Linked DNA regions of Mus musculus: regions 1 and 3 are each linked to region 2. Evidence: chromatin contacts called from public promoter capture Hi-C data. All regions are on one chromosome and are shown on one strand. Each heading gives the region's core, a stretch centred on a gene start, on an enhancer-like site or on the middle of the called end of the contact. The rest is flanking DNA. Distances are from core to core; before and after follow the strand shown.

Region 1 (4,394 bases), core at 357-2,856, 340 kb after region 2:
GAGAAGACTTCCTTCCCCGTCCTTCCATTCCAGGGCATATGTCACAGCATTTAAAAAAAAAAAAAAAAAAAAAAAAAAAAAAAAAAAAACAGCCCAAAATGTTCCTTTCAATTATATCCTATTATTTCTAAGAGTATTTGTTTCGGGTAATAGAGATAGCCCAAACCAATCGACATTATAACAGCACTTAATTTGACAACAGACTGATTTAAACTTGGGTTACATAAGCAACCAAAAAAGCAACTATACATATGAATGACAGATGTTTATGAAAACACAAGTTTTTAGACTAGTAAGAAACAACGGGTAGAATAAGAAAATTATATTAAATTATACGTATACTGACCCAATGTGCTACATACAACTGACCTAATTGTGCTACATACAACTGAAATTTAGTGGCATCACAACTTTAATCAGTAGCACACCCATAGTTATTTTAAGAAACTAAAACCAGGACATATACACCTAAAACATATTTAAAGTGTACATTATACACATATACTACAGTGCACATATTTTTTTCAAAAACTCAAAATGTTTAATTGATTCCCTTAAATAAGGACCTCAATAGAACTTGTAATATTTGTAAAATTCTTCATCAAAAAATGATATAATAGCTTATACGTCATCCCAAAATAATGAGAAATCGTGTTCACTAATTTTCTTTAACATTTCTCTAACTGAAGAAACAGTAAAACTAAAAACATGAAAGACTCAAGTGTTTGGATTAAAACTTCATTGACTTTGGATGAAATGTTCCTTTTTAAAAAAAAAAATAATAAAGATGTAATACCTGAGAAAATTGAGATTTCAACTTAACTTGTACATCCTTTTCTTGTCCTCTCAAACAAATCAAAAATAAAAGTTTCTATTTTGTAAACATTGCACATCCAAAAGCGAACCGGTAAAAACAGGGTTAAAAATGTATTTACAAAAGTGCAGCTGAAGTAAATGCACTTCCCCCGAGAGCACCACTAGGTGCCGATCTTATCTCCCTAAATGGAACGCGAATCCAGAAATACCTAACTAAACGCGAAATTATAATCGAGAACCACAAGAGGCAATTTGTACCAAAATATCAAGTCTGCACCGGTGAAACCGTGAGAGAAATAAAGGATTTTAAGGTGCGGGTAGGTGTAAGACACGAGAGAAACGTTTTCCTCGGAAAATGTGAAAAGAAGAAGCACGAGACGAAACCCCCTCGAGAATGAGAAAATTAAATCTAGAACCCAAATGGCGTCCAACAAGAACATTAGCTCTTGAAAATGAATATTGCGCCTGCGCAGCCACCGCCCGGCCAGCTGCTCAACTGCAGCTAGAGCCCGACCCCACGCGATCACGTGCTCCCATGCAGCGCCCGCCCGCAGCTTCGCAACCGCGCAGGCGCACACTCAACTCCCGCAGCCGCCATAATGCGGTCTTGACTCTTCCGAAATACAATAGTCATTTCTCCGACAGTGGTTAGAACAGCCCCTGGCACTCGCGTATACCTTCGGGGGCGGGAGGTGAGAGCCTGGGACCCGAGTTCCTTCCTACGCAGCCGTCCCGTGCAGCCGTCCCGGACGCTGCCGTCTCAGCCGTGCGCTCCACTCGCCGCCACCGCAGATTCAAAAACAAACCCGCTTCTCCCCAGCACGCGCCGGGGCCGTTATGCAAATAGATGGGGGCGGAGCTTCGTGGGCACACTATGTACTCCACCCACTGAGCGATCGGCCAATGAACGTGCGCGATGCCTATTCTCCATGCAAATCTCCTGGTTTTTTATTTGAATGAGGGATTTTTGGCCACGCCTCCTGCCTTGAAATTGTAGCCCGTCTGCGGTGGTGGCGCTGCCGTCTTTTCGATCGCATCCGGAGGTGATTTTTTTTTTTTCCGGTTGGCTCTTTTCTTTTTTATCCTGGAGGTGATTGGGGTTTTTTTTGTTTTTTTTTTAATTTTTTTATTTTTTTTTTTGCATGGAGATTCCTCAGTGGCCACCCCTCCATGAGACTTGAGAAAAAAAAAAGTAGGTGTTTAAAAAGCGAAAAGATTTTTCCATAAGTCTAGAGAACCTAGAGTACGGTAATTTATTCGAAAAAAAAATTTTTTTTAATTTTTATCTTTTTGTTTTGTTTTGTTGATGAAGATTCGTGCAGTTTAACTCAGTCTAGCCATTGAACTTGCCACGTAGCCCACACTGGTCTGGAATTTGAAATCTATCGGCCTCAAACTCTGTCAAAGTGTTACAGGTATCACTTAAAGTTCACTAAGTTAATTGTGTTAATCATCAAGATGTGGAGATGAACATCTTTTGGGGGGATATCCTGTAAGAGAGCAAGCAGTACCAATCATGCCTTCACACCTCATAAATTCACGTGTCGCTTAAATAGAGACAGTAATCACTGTTCCGACAAATTGAGAGAAGCTAGAATGAAGAAAAGATTCTAAATATGTTTTGTAAATCAGTAAGAGCCAGAAAAATAATATTAGGTGGAATCCCTTAAACTTAATTTTCTCCCTTTAAGTATTTGTTCAATAGTAACTTAACCAATCAAAAAGTTAAGTAGCTGTCAGTGCTGAGGAAATCTACACTCCCATGGGCAGCTGTGGCTCAATTCCCAGAAGCACTCAGGGAGATGAGGCAGGTCTTGAGAGAACAAGGACAACCTGGGGCCACATGCTCCCAGATCATCTAGAGCTTGAGACTCTCTCTCCAAAGAAGCTCACAGCTTTCATTATTGTCCTGTACTTGACAATTCAACTAGGACATTAAACAGGCAAACCCAAGGAAATTGAAATTCAAGAAACAACTTCTGGGGTCATAAAATGTGATACAGTGTCCAGGCAAATCTAAGACTTGAAGGCCAGCCTGGTTTACAGATCTAGTTTCAGGATACCCAGGGCTATATAGAGAAACCCTGTTTCCAAAAAAGGGAAAAGGAAAAAGGTAAGTGTTTTTAATAGATGTATTTAAGATTCTAGATTGATTTTGAGTTGAAAGAGAGAATATCTAGAATAGACTTGACTTAATCTAACAAGAGGCCTTGAAAGGGGAAACACCCAGCTGAGTGTGGTGCCACCCACACTTGGGTGGCAGCAGTAAGTAAGCCTGTCTCTGTGAGGTTAAGCCAGCCTGGTCTACAGAGTGAGTTCTAAGACATCCTTGACTACACAGAGAAACCTTGACTCAAAAAAAATAAATAAATAAATAAAAGAAGGAAGGAAGGAAACAGAAGAGAAAGGAAAAGAAAGGTGGAAGAGGAAAGGAAGGAAAGAAAGAAGAAAAGGAAGAAAACATCAGCTCCATGTTCCTGCTCCAGCCCCAGAATTCCTGTGACAGACCTGGGCATGTTGATTAGAGGCAGATTGGTAGGACATTGTACTAAAGCCATGGAGTGTGGAGAACTCAGGGACCTGTTACGTAGAAACTAGAGAGACAAGAATGTTGAGAGCAGTGCAGACGACAGTGGCCCAGCTTGTGACGTTTCAGAGGGAAGCAAAGACTCTACCAGGCCATTTGTGTGAAGAATCTGTGGTTTAAAATGAGCTCGAGCTGAAGAACCAGCTGTGATAAACAAGAGACCAGAACTTTGTTCTTCCGGGACAGTGGCCGATGGACTGCCCCCACATCATTGAGGTGAAATCTTGTGGGAAGTGTTTCCTCAGGACCAACACACAAGAGATGTATGTCAGAGCTGGGCAAGGTTGTGCTGCCTCATGCTGTCACCCAGGTGAGCCTCCATGTCAGTCTTGGCGAATCAAACCTAAGTTCTCCAGAAGAGCAGCCAGTTCTGAACAACCAGGACAATGAGTGAACCATCTTTCCACCCACATGTGCCTACTCCTGCCTAGTGATGGATCATCTGAGACCATATCATGTGCACTAGCCTACCCTCTAGAACATCAAAATTCATGGTTTCCACAAGATCAGATGCCACTGGTAGAGCCCAAGCAGGTGCAAGCATCCCTGGCCCTGTAGATGCAGGCCAGCTGCAGGGGTGAAGGTCCCTCTAAGGCTGACTTTTGTGGGCCTCAGTGGTTCTCTGAGTGCAGGAGTGCCAGTGATGGTCCAGATGAGTGCAAAGAGAGGGAGGAAAACAAAACAACCTTATCAAAAACTCAACAGCCTCAGCACCTTGAACTGCTTGCATCTGAACATAAAGAGCATACGCAAGGGTCTACAGAAGTCAAAAGACAAGTCCCCTGGTCTGAATATAGATTTCTGGTCTGCAGGAAGCCCCCGGGGCTCTTCGTTCTTCCTCTGGGCTTCTGCAGGACAGTGGGCTACAGGGCCAGCCTTGGCTGTTTTCTGGTTGTTTGTATAAAGAGGAAGTGAACAACCAAAAAGACATTTGTAGGGGATTTGTAAATTTCCATGGGTTTTTCTCTTTGTGTGTGTGGAGGAGTGATAT
Region 2 (4,286 bases), core at 585-3,084:
CTCTGTAACACTGAGGCCAGTCTACACAAACTGTTCCAGGCTAGCCAAGGCTACAGAGTTAGACTCGGTCACAAAGAAGGGGGGAGGGAGGAAGAAGAAAAGAAGGGAAGAAAGAGAAAAATGAACCACAGAGTAAAATCTTATTTAAAAGCCATTTTTAAAGTCCATTAAGAAACTGGCTGAGTTTCACCTCCTCGCGGTACATTCTCTATGCTTGCCCTTGCCTAATCCTCGCTAGTTCCGATGTCTCCACCTATGCACCTATTCTGATCCTGAGCAGCTAGTCAATTTTGTCAAGTATTAGGTATTAGTGGGAAACAGTAAACATGGCTTTATCTTAAGTTTGGAGCTCTTGAGCACATCTGTAATCCCAGCACTCCTGAGACAGGGACAGAGAATCAAGAATTCAAGGCAAGTTCGAGCTACACACACACACACACACACACACACACACACACACACACACACACACATTAATAGTAAATGTTACAGTGCTGGCTGCTGATGCAGCTGCATTGGTCGAGTGCTTGTCTAGCATAAAGGCCTGGCAGTCTGACCCCCCAGTACCATAGAAACAGGTTATGATGGCTTACCCCTGCTATTCCAGTACCCAGGAGATAGAGACAGAGGATCAAAGATTGAGTGTCAGCCTCAGTTCCATATTGAGTTCAAAACCAGCCTCGGATATATGAGACACTATCTTGAAAAAAACCCTTGAAAAATTAATCATTAGGGCTGGAAAGACGGCTCTGCTGGGAAGGCACTGGCCATGCAGCTCACAGGAACTCATCAGGCAGAGCAACAACAGAACAAACGCAGCACGCGCCTGCAGTCCTAGTATGGGGACGCAGACACGGGGCTTCTCAATCCACTACCAAATCTGTGAGCTCCAGGTTCACTGAAAGCCCGGATCAAAAACTAAGGTGGAGAGTGAGGGGTAGGAAGACACTCAAGTTGAACACACACACAAGCACACACACACACACACACACTTGTGAGAAACAAACAAATAAATAAATAAAACATTAATGGGAAACAAACAGTATACAAAGTCTTGTGATTTCACTTCTGCTCTGTGTGTGTGTGTGTGTGTGTGTGTGTGTGTGTGTGTGTGTGTTGTGGGTATAAAGCCAAAATGTAAATCAAAATAGTGGCTTTCTCCAAGCAATCATTTTGAATAATTAGCGTTCCTTCTTTTATGCTTCTATGACTTGGGAAACTTCAGACAGACCAATATTTAACGTGGTAAAAAGAAAGCAGGACCACAATTCCCAAGAACGGAATTTGGTTCTTGTCACAGTTAGATAAGAGGCAGGGAACATAAACAACGTCTGCGAGCCAGCAGACTCTGAAAGGTCGGGAGTAGTGGAAGGACAGCCAGACTTGAGCAGGAAATGTGGTTAACAGTGGAAAGTCGGACTTAACTCCTGCCTGCGGGCCTCATTGCAGATTACAATAGATAGAAAACCTGAAGCTCTCAAAAGAAATAAACATTCAAAGCTGTGACTCCAACAGCCCCCGTCTCTGAACGGGGATGTTTCAAACACACCGTGGAGAGGCAGCAAAGAACACACAACATTAAAAGCCTGTGCTGCTGGAGGGCAATCATTCCAGGGCAGGGCTATCAGCACTGCCAGATGAGCCTGACACAGGTCCACCTTAAGATCGCATCTCCCCAGCTGCGCTTCATGTGCCACTGCAGTGGCTCACAGGGAAAGCCTGGGGCTGCAGATAATGGGACTTGGCCCGAGTACTCCTGGAGCATGCCTTTTCTTGTCGATCTGGGAAAGGCAAGGCTGAACTGCACAGCCTGACCCTGAACAGACCCTTGGCATTCCCCTGCATGCCGACTAGACAGAGAGACGGTTTTTGCCTTCTTTACACTGAAAACCATTCTGTGCCGCGCACATCTGGCCCTTTCGCGGAGACTTCAACACTGCAAAGGCGCTAGACTTCTACCTTGGAGGAAACTGTCGGTTGTTGAGGTTGTTGATATTCAACAGAAGTCACAGTTGCGGCAGGAGCAGAACCTCAGACACAGCCGGAAAAGAAAATGCCAAAGGAGGACTCTAGAGCGTATTCTGGGACGAGGCTTTCAGAATAAAGAAGTGTTGCTGACACAAACCACCAAGCTGCCCACTGACCAGTAGATCTAAGAGAACGTGTCTACCAAGTGCTACAGACAGGAGGATGGCGCTGTGGCTTCCAGGAGGGCAGCTCACCCTGCTGCTACTGCTCTGGGTCCAGCAGACACCCGCGGGGAGCACTGAGGTAGGGGCTATCGAAAAGTTGGTCTCTCATGATCAACGATGCACCAACAGGCTATTCACCTGGGGGCCACCTAATTGCTAAGAACTTAGCCACTGGCAATCTAAGAATAAACAATGTTAGTAAAGAGTGACAGGGAAAATTGCTATAAAAATTAAAAATTTTTAAGTCATAAATCTGGCATAATTGATGTGAGTGCCATTGAGTTATTTTCCCGATTCTTTTAAGTATTAAAGCAATGATTCCACCGGGGCAATAATGTAGACTAACCTGTTTAACTCAAAACCGCTTTATACAGATAGCACACATTTGGAGTATCCTAATTTTAAATATCTATAAACTAAAAATAAGCTAATGATAATGGGTGACACAGGAAACATTTGAGATCTGGAGACATGTTAAAAATGTGTCAGAGTTCATTTTGATATTTGACAGAATGTGATTCTTGGCTTGGATTAATGGAAGCTTGTTTTAAAATCTGGTGCACTGGTTCACATCATCCAATCAGTCTGTAAAATTGACTCTAGATTGTATGTAACTAGACAGCATGACATCATAAATCACACGGTTAAAATACCAAACCGTGTGTTCTCTAGCTCCGCCCCCAACAACGCTGGCCTTGGGCAGAATCTTGCCTTTTGGTGAGTGCTGCTCATGAGAAAAGCATCGTTGTTTTGCCCAGAAATGGTTGAGTGTAGGTGATGCTGATACAGTTCTCACTAACGAGCTGACCGAAGCCAGGGAGCCTCCTTTCGGCACCCTCTAGACAACATTCAACTGTTTCCCCACCTCCAAGAGGGGTGTACTTTCCAGCCCCTCGCTCACCAAGAGGAGGTGCTCCCAGGCACGGCCCCACTGCTCCCCTGAAACGCTGTTTCTCGAGCTTTGGAAGCGCAGCTGCATGCACGGGTTCTGCCCTGCTCTCCACCCTGGAGCCTGGCTAGTCTTATGTCTGTGGCATAAGTGCTTCTCCCCCAAGACAAGCTGTTACCTGAGAGGTCTCAGTCCTGCACTGCCAGTAGCTGGAGAGACAAGTCTGACAGGCTCTGGAATTTACTCTTAGTCCAACTTTCCACCAGATCCAGAGGTGTGTGTGCACCCGGGGGCTAATTGAGGAAGAAGGTGACACTTCAGCTTCCTTGTTTGCTTTAGGTTTTTTCCCCTCCTTTTTGTCCTAGAATCTAAGTCAGCAAGAAGGTTTTTATTTACAGAAGTCTCTCTTGGAAAACCTAACGCTAGATGTACGATAGGGTGGCTGGAAAGATGGCTTGGTGGTTAACGGGGCTTGATGCACAAGGGTGAGGACCTGAGTTCGGGTCCCCAGAATGCACATAAAACCCAGGAGTGGAGGAATGCACATCTGGAAGCCTAGCTTGGGCAGTGAGAAAAAGTTGCAGAGACGGGCCGATCCCTGTTGCTCCAGAGATCACTAGCCAACCACTCAGCTAAACTGCAAAGCTCTTGGCTTAGGGCATGACCTTGTCTCAAAAAATAAAGTGGAGAGTAATGGAGCAAGACCTATGTCATTGACCTCTGGCTTCTCTGTGCATGCACACACATAGCAAAATGTACAGTTAAAATTATATGTATGAATATAAGCTTGCTTTAGTTTTAGTTTGGTTAGGCTGAGACAGAGCCCCCCATTGCAATGCAGGCCAGCCTTGAACTCACAAGCCTTCTCAGACTCACAGCACCTCTTGTATTTCGGCCTTCTAAGGACGATAAGCATAAGCCACCCCCCCCCCCAGCTCTGAGCATGCTTTATGACATGCATGAGAGAATAGGAGGAGGAAGAAACTGAAGAAGTGGAAAGTAGATAAACCAGAAGGTTAGTGCTTTATTGTCAACAGACTCAAATATGGAAACACCATGAGTTCTAAGGTAAAGAACACTTCCTCCCTGGGGAGATGAGCCTTGGAGTTTTCTGTGCCATTTATGAATAATAACAACCCCAGACCAGGTAGGAATAGCATGGAGTCATTATAGTGGGCACAGCTTGAGCATTCCGTGTAAAATAC
Region 3 (4,072 bases), core at 234-2,733, 390 kb after region 2:
CAGAGTAGGTTGTCACACAGTAGGCGCTTTAGAAATGCTGGCAAGCATTTGACACCATGATGGCGGCATAGAGTCAGGTTAAAAGAACGGATTTTGGAGCCAATATCTTTCTCTGACAGGTTTTATAGATCAGTAACACTACCTGATCCTTTCGAACTTTATTTTTCTCATCTCTAAAATGGGAACAGCAATGCCGTTCGCTCTCAGGGATGTACAGTGGCTAGGCTCATGTAAGATATGAAATGCATGGTACTGTGTGGGGCTTCTAATGATTTCTCCTGCTAATCTCTTTTGTGGGTTACTACATCGTCACATAAAAGTGCTGCTCTCCGTAAAGTCAGCCACCTCTTTGCCAAGCAACAACCATACAAACAAATAGGGTCCATACCGGCGCACTTGATACTGCCATTTCTATGTAAGGACTTAGTCAATACTTGTGCAATAAGCAACAGATAGAGAATGCCTGCCAGTAACAAGCGTCCCCTGCTTCAAAGGTCACACATAAATAATGCAAAGTAGGCTGGGTTCCAACCGTCTCTCCAGATGTCTAAGAGTAACAGAAGGAATGGCATGTCGACATTTCAGCCCTGGGTCTCCCAGTCTTCTCCCTCAACGTCTCAACACCCACAGACACACCAAAGGAACTCCCCTCCCCCATTCCCAGAGCAGACTGGCTTCTAAGACTCCAGGTGCTCCCTTGCTGACCCTGAAAGATTCCAACCATTTGGGGACATTCAAGAGGAGAGGTTCCACACTCCTCCTCCTCCTTTCCAAACGAGACTGACCTGGGCTTTGTCTAGGTTCTAGAACTCCTCAAAGTCCTGGGAGATTTTTAAGGTGGAGGGGTGGTAGCTGTCTGGGAATCCTCTGACCCCTGTGTGGCCTTAGGAAGTGCACACTGGACGACATCCGGTTCAACTGGGTGGCAGCTGCTCCTGGAGTCGCTCACCCTGGGGGCTGCTGGACAACCAGCTGGGGGAGGGGAGCCGGTCAAAGACTTAACCATCATTCCAGTGTCGTCTGAGATTGCTGTTGCTTTGAGTTGAGGTGTGTACAGCATGTGTGTATTTGGGGACACAGAAGGAGAGCACTTTGGCCCAACTGGGCACATGCATTGTCAACGCCTGGGGCAGAAGATGTTGTCATCCAATTGTTAGCCGGGTGTACCATAGGCATGGGGGGGTTGTGTGTTTTGTGCTTTGCAAAGATATGCAAACATAGGTGTTGGAAAATGGTGTGAACTGCATGCAGGGTGTGAAGTGCTCCTCTCAGTGTTTCAGACCCTCCTACCTCCCTCCCCGCCCCCACTCTCCAGCACAGGCAATAAACCAGGCCGCAAAGTCCTCCCCTCCCCCCAAGGCCTTGGCCAGCTCTCTGAAAACTGATATCCTGGGGCCCTTTTTCCCTCACCAGCTACAGTCAGAAGCAGCAGGAGGGAAAATGTGGACCGGATCTCAACAGAGAGTCCCGACTCTGAACTTTCTCTGCGATGATATGCAACCGATCCGGCACCAGGCCTGGTATTTCATCTGACTTTGCCACCCCAGGAACTGGGTTTAGGTTCCAGCAAGTCCCCGTCCAGTTCAGGTCTGTCTGTAAAATCCATGCTAGATTTTCCATTTCACCCTAGTGAAGTCTCAGCCTGTGGCTGTTGTTCTCAATCCAGCTCAGAAACTGGCTCAAACCGCCCTGAACTGGATTTGGTGGCTGTTGAGACACAGTTTCTGCCTCTTTGTTAGGGCGGAACCGCCCCATTCTCTACACCTCCCGCCCTCCCTCAATCCAGTGTCCTACAACAATCTCCCACCCACCCCACCCCCATTCCCTTTTTCTTAAAAAACAAAACAAACAACCCCCCCAAAACAAAACAAAACAAAAAAACTATGAAGTAGATTAAATTAAATTCTTTTTTTTTTAATGGATCTAGGTTGTAAGCCTTTTGGCTTTATGATATTAGTTATTTCTGAGTTGTTATCTTATCAGTTAACATGGTGCGCTTCAAATGATGCTCAGACAGGCCCAGAAACAACTACATTTCTCATCACTGACTTAAGGTTTTGGGTAGAGTTCATTGCTCATTTCCATTTCATTAACTGTAAGGTAAAAGAATTTGATAATTTTTATTACCATTCAGAGCTGGGGAACAGTATCTGTGCTCACTGCCTTCCGCAACTGTAGACGTGCCAGAGGAAGAACTGAAGGACGCAGATGGGTTTGTTTTTCCAGTTGTAACTTTACCCCTGGATCAGATGGTGTGAACTGTAAGATACAGGAGGCTGACTGGGGGTTGCCGGGTGAGGGAAGAGCAGGATTCTTCCCAGAATGTGGGTAGGGGCAAAGTGGGGATGTGACAGATTCAGGTCAAAACACTGCTGAGAGATTTGTGAATTTTAGCTATATCACACGCAGGCGTTTCTTATGTCTGGGATTAGACAGGCATGTAGCATGATGCTGAAGTGAAATTCCCCCAGGTTTGTCCACTTGAAAATGCCCAGTAGTCGTATGTTTATGCTATTATCTCAATAAAAAGATCGTCTCGATTTCTCTCATTCTTTTTTCTTTGACAAGAATTTCTTATTTCGAGTTTTTTTGAGAACTCCGGAAGAGACACTAGAAAAAGCAACCATGATCTGGGTGTGGCTCCATGTTGTGTCTGACGGCTCCCTCGTCGCCCTCTGCTGGCCAGTTCAGGTAGTGTGTGAAGCTGTCAGAAAGCTGCTGAGCAGTTTCTTGTCCAAACCCAAAATGCCTGGCCGCCTAGCTGAGGATGCTTCATTCTGCCTGTTTCATATGCATCTCTTCTTATTCCTATGCATGGCATTTGAAATGCTTCTATAATAGTTCATGGGATTAACTATAAATTAATTAGTTAAAGTTTAGCCCTAAATCCGGAGTCAAGGGCTGGGAACAGCCTTTTTTCTCCTGTGTTAAGAACCAGAGTCGCGAAGGTGGTGAGTGGCAGCAACCCTCAGGAGGTGGGTGTGTTGATCAGGAGTTCAAGGTTATGTAAGCAGTTTGAGGCCGGTCTGAGGTACATGAAACCCTGCATTTTGCAAAACAAAACCCAAAGTTGTTTATTTAAGTAATTTCAGTGGAGCATAAAGTTCTGGGAAAAGGCCAATTGTAGCAGGCAACCTAGAGAAGCTATTTATTTATAAGAAAGGGAAGGTTGACACTTGCTCCCTTCCTGCTCCCTTCCTCTCTCTCTGCCGGATAGAGTCTGCTGTAGGTACCTTTGGTTTCCCGGAATCCTGAAAATGGGTATGAGATAAATGTGAATGCATCCATTGAATTTGGTCCTCTGAGATTCAGGAGTGCTAAGTAATTATTGTAGGAAGGCACAAAATATCTATATAGAACTTTCCAGAATGTGAAACCTTAGAGGGGATTCTAGAAAGGTAGAAATTAAGGTATGGCCTCTGGCCTTCTGATGGTCCAGTGGGCTCTTTAGGCCACCCTCATTATCTGCTCTATAAGCTGGCGATCCACAGGCGCCCTGGCATCTCATCCTCTCTGGTTTCAGGCCTTTCCTCCCTGGGCCTGGCGGAACACTTGGCCTCCTTCCTCCTCCCAGTCTACTTGGTTACAGTACACTGCAGTGGTGTGCACGCGTGCGCCCTCACATGGTGTGCTTGTTCTATAGGTTCCCTGTCTCCTCCTTTAAGCTTTATATTCCCCTTAAGCCATGTCCTTCTGATCAAAATTGAACAACTGGCTTGTGACACCGTACCTGCTAAAAAGCAAGGAATAAATATGTGTTGAACAGATGGATCAAATTCAAATACATTCTCTTGGCCCAGGCCTATCACTTCCTGGAGTCTTCTTTTCCTATCACGTGGCTTTTTGGACACTTGACCTTCTATGCCTTTTCTGTCCTGGGCTCTGGGGTGTCTTTCCTGGGGTGAGAGCTTTCAGCTGACTCCTCGCAGTTGAGCTCCTGACGTCCTGATAAACAAGCCTGTAGCCCCGGCAGTCTGTGTTTTCTCCTCAGTGGTACTTGATTCATCCTGAGGTGGAACTGGATTCCAGGGGTGTTGTCTGAGCATGAGATTGCTTGCCTGCGTGGTGCTCC

What was found. Promoter capture Hi-C pulls out the DNA fragments that hold promoters and counts their contacts.
Region 1: a promoter capture Hi-C map of hematopoietic stem and progenitor cells shows a contact between it and region 2. The contact joins the promoter of Atf7ip here to the promoter of Art4 in region 2. A contact is called at or near these places in 3 of 39 promoter capture datasets (the HPC-7 cell line, fetal liver and hematopoietic stem and progenitor cells) and 1 of 115 datasets of contacts at active chromatin or transcription factors (memory CD8 T cells).
Region 3: a contact with region 2 is called in a promoter capture Hi-C map of fetal liver, with 2.9 times the contacts expected there. The contact joins the enhancer-like site here to the promoter of Art4 in region 2. A contact is called at or near these places in 3 of 39 promoter capture datasets (the HPC-7 cell line, fetal liver and pre-B cells), 1 of 484 Hi-C or Micro-C datasets (erythroblasts), 3 of 115 datasets of contacts at active chromatin or transcription factors (double positive thymocytes, heart atrium and large pre-B cells) and 1 of 9 other capture datasets (liver).

Annotation. Positions count from the first base shown.
Region 1 is chr6:136,516,063-136,520,456 of GRCm38.p6, reverse strand. Atf7ip (activating transcription factor 7 interacting protein) reads right to left here and starts at 1,606. Exons shown (of 15, transcript NM_019426.2): 1 at 1,494-1,606. It overlaps Gm44140 (a long non-coding RNA gene), which reads left to right and starts at 1,704. Exons shown (of 4, transcript XR_001785394.2): 1 at 1,704-1,859; 2 at 1,965-2,008.
Region 2 is chr6:136,855,148-136,859,433 of GRCm38.p6, reverse strand. It overlaps Art4 (ADP-ribosyltransferase 4), which reads left to right and starts at 1,834. Exons shown (of 3, transcript NM_026639.2): 1 at 1,834-2,271. The coding sequence starts at 2,191.
Region 3 is chr6:136,466,117-136,470,188 of GRCm38.p6, reverse strand. All of the region lies in intron 1 of Gm36897 (predicted gene, 36897), which reads right to left. Among named protein-coding and RNA genes, the nearest start is that of Gm36897, 4.5 kb to the right of the region's middle. Within about 2 kb of position 1,483, at least 387 of the 459 cell types and tissues checked have an H3K27ac peak or open chromatin away from gene starts, as enhancers often do. A contact at or near this core is called in the HPC-7 cell line, double positive thymocytes, erythroblasts and 4 more, where this site is marked.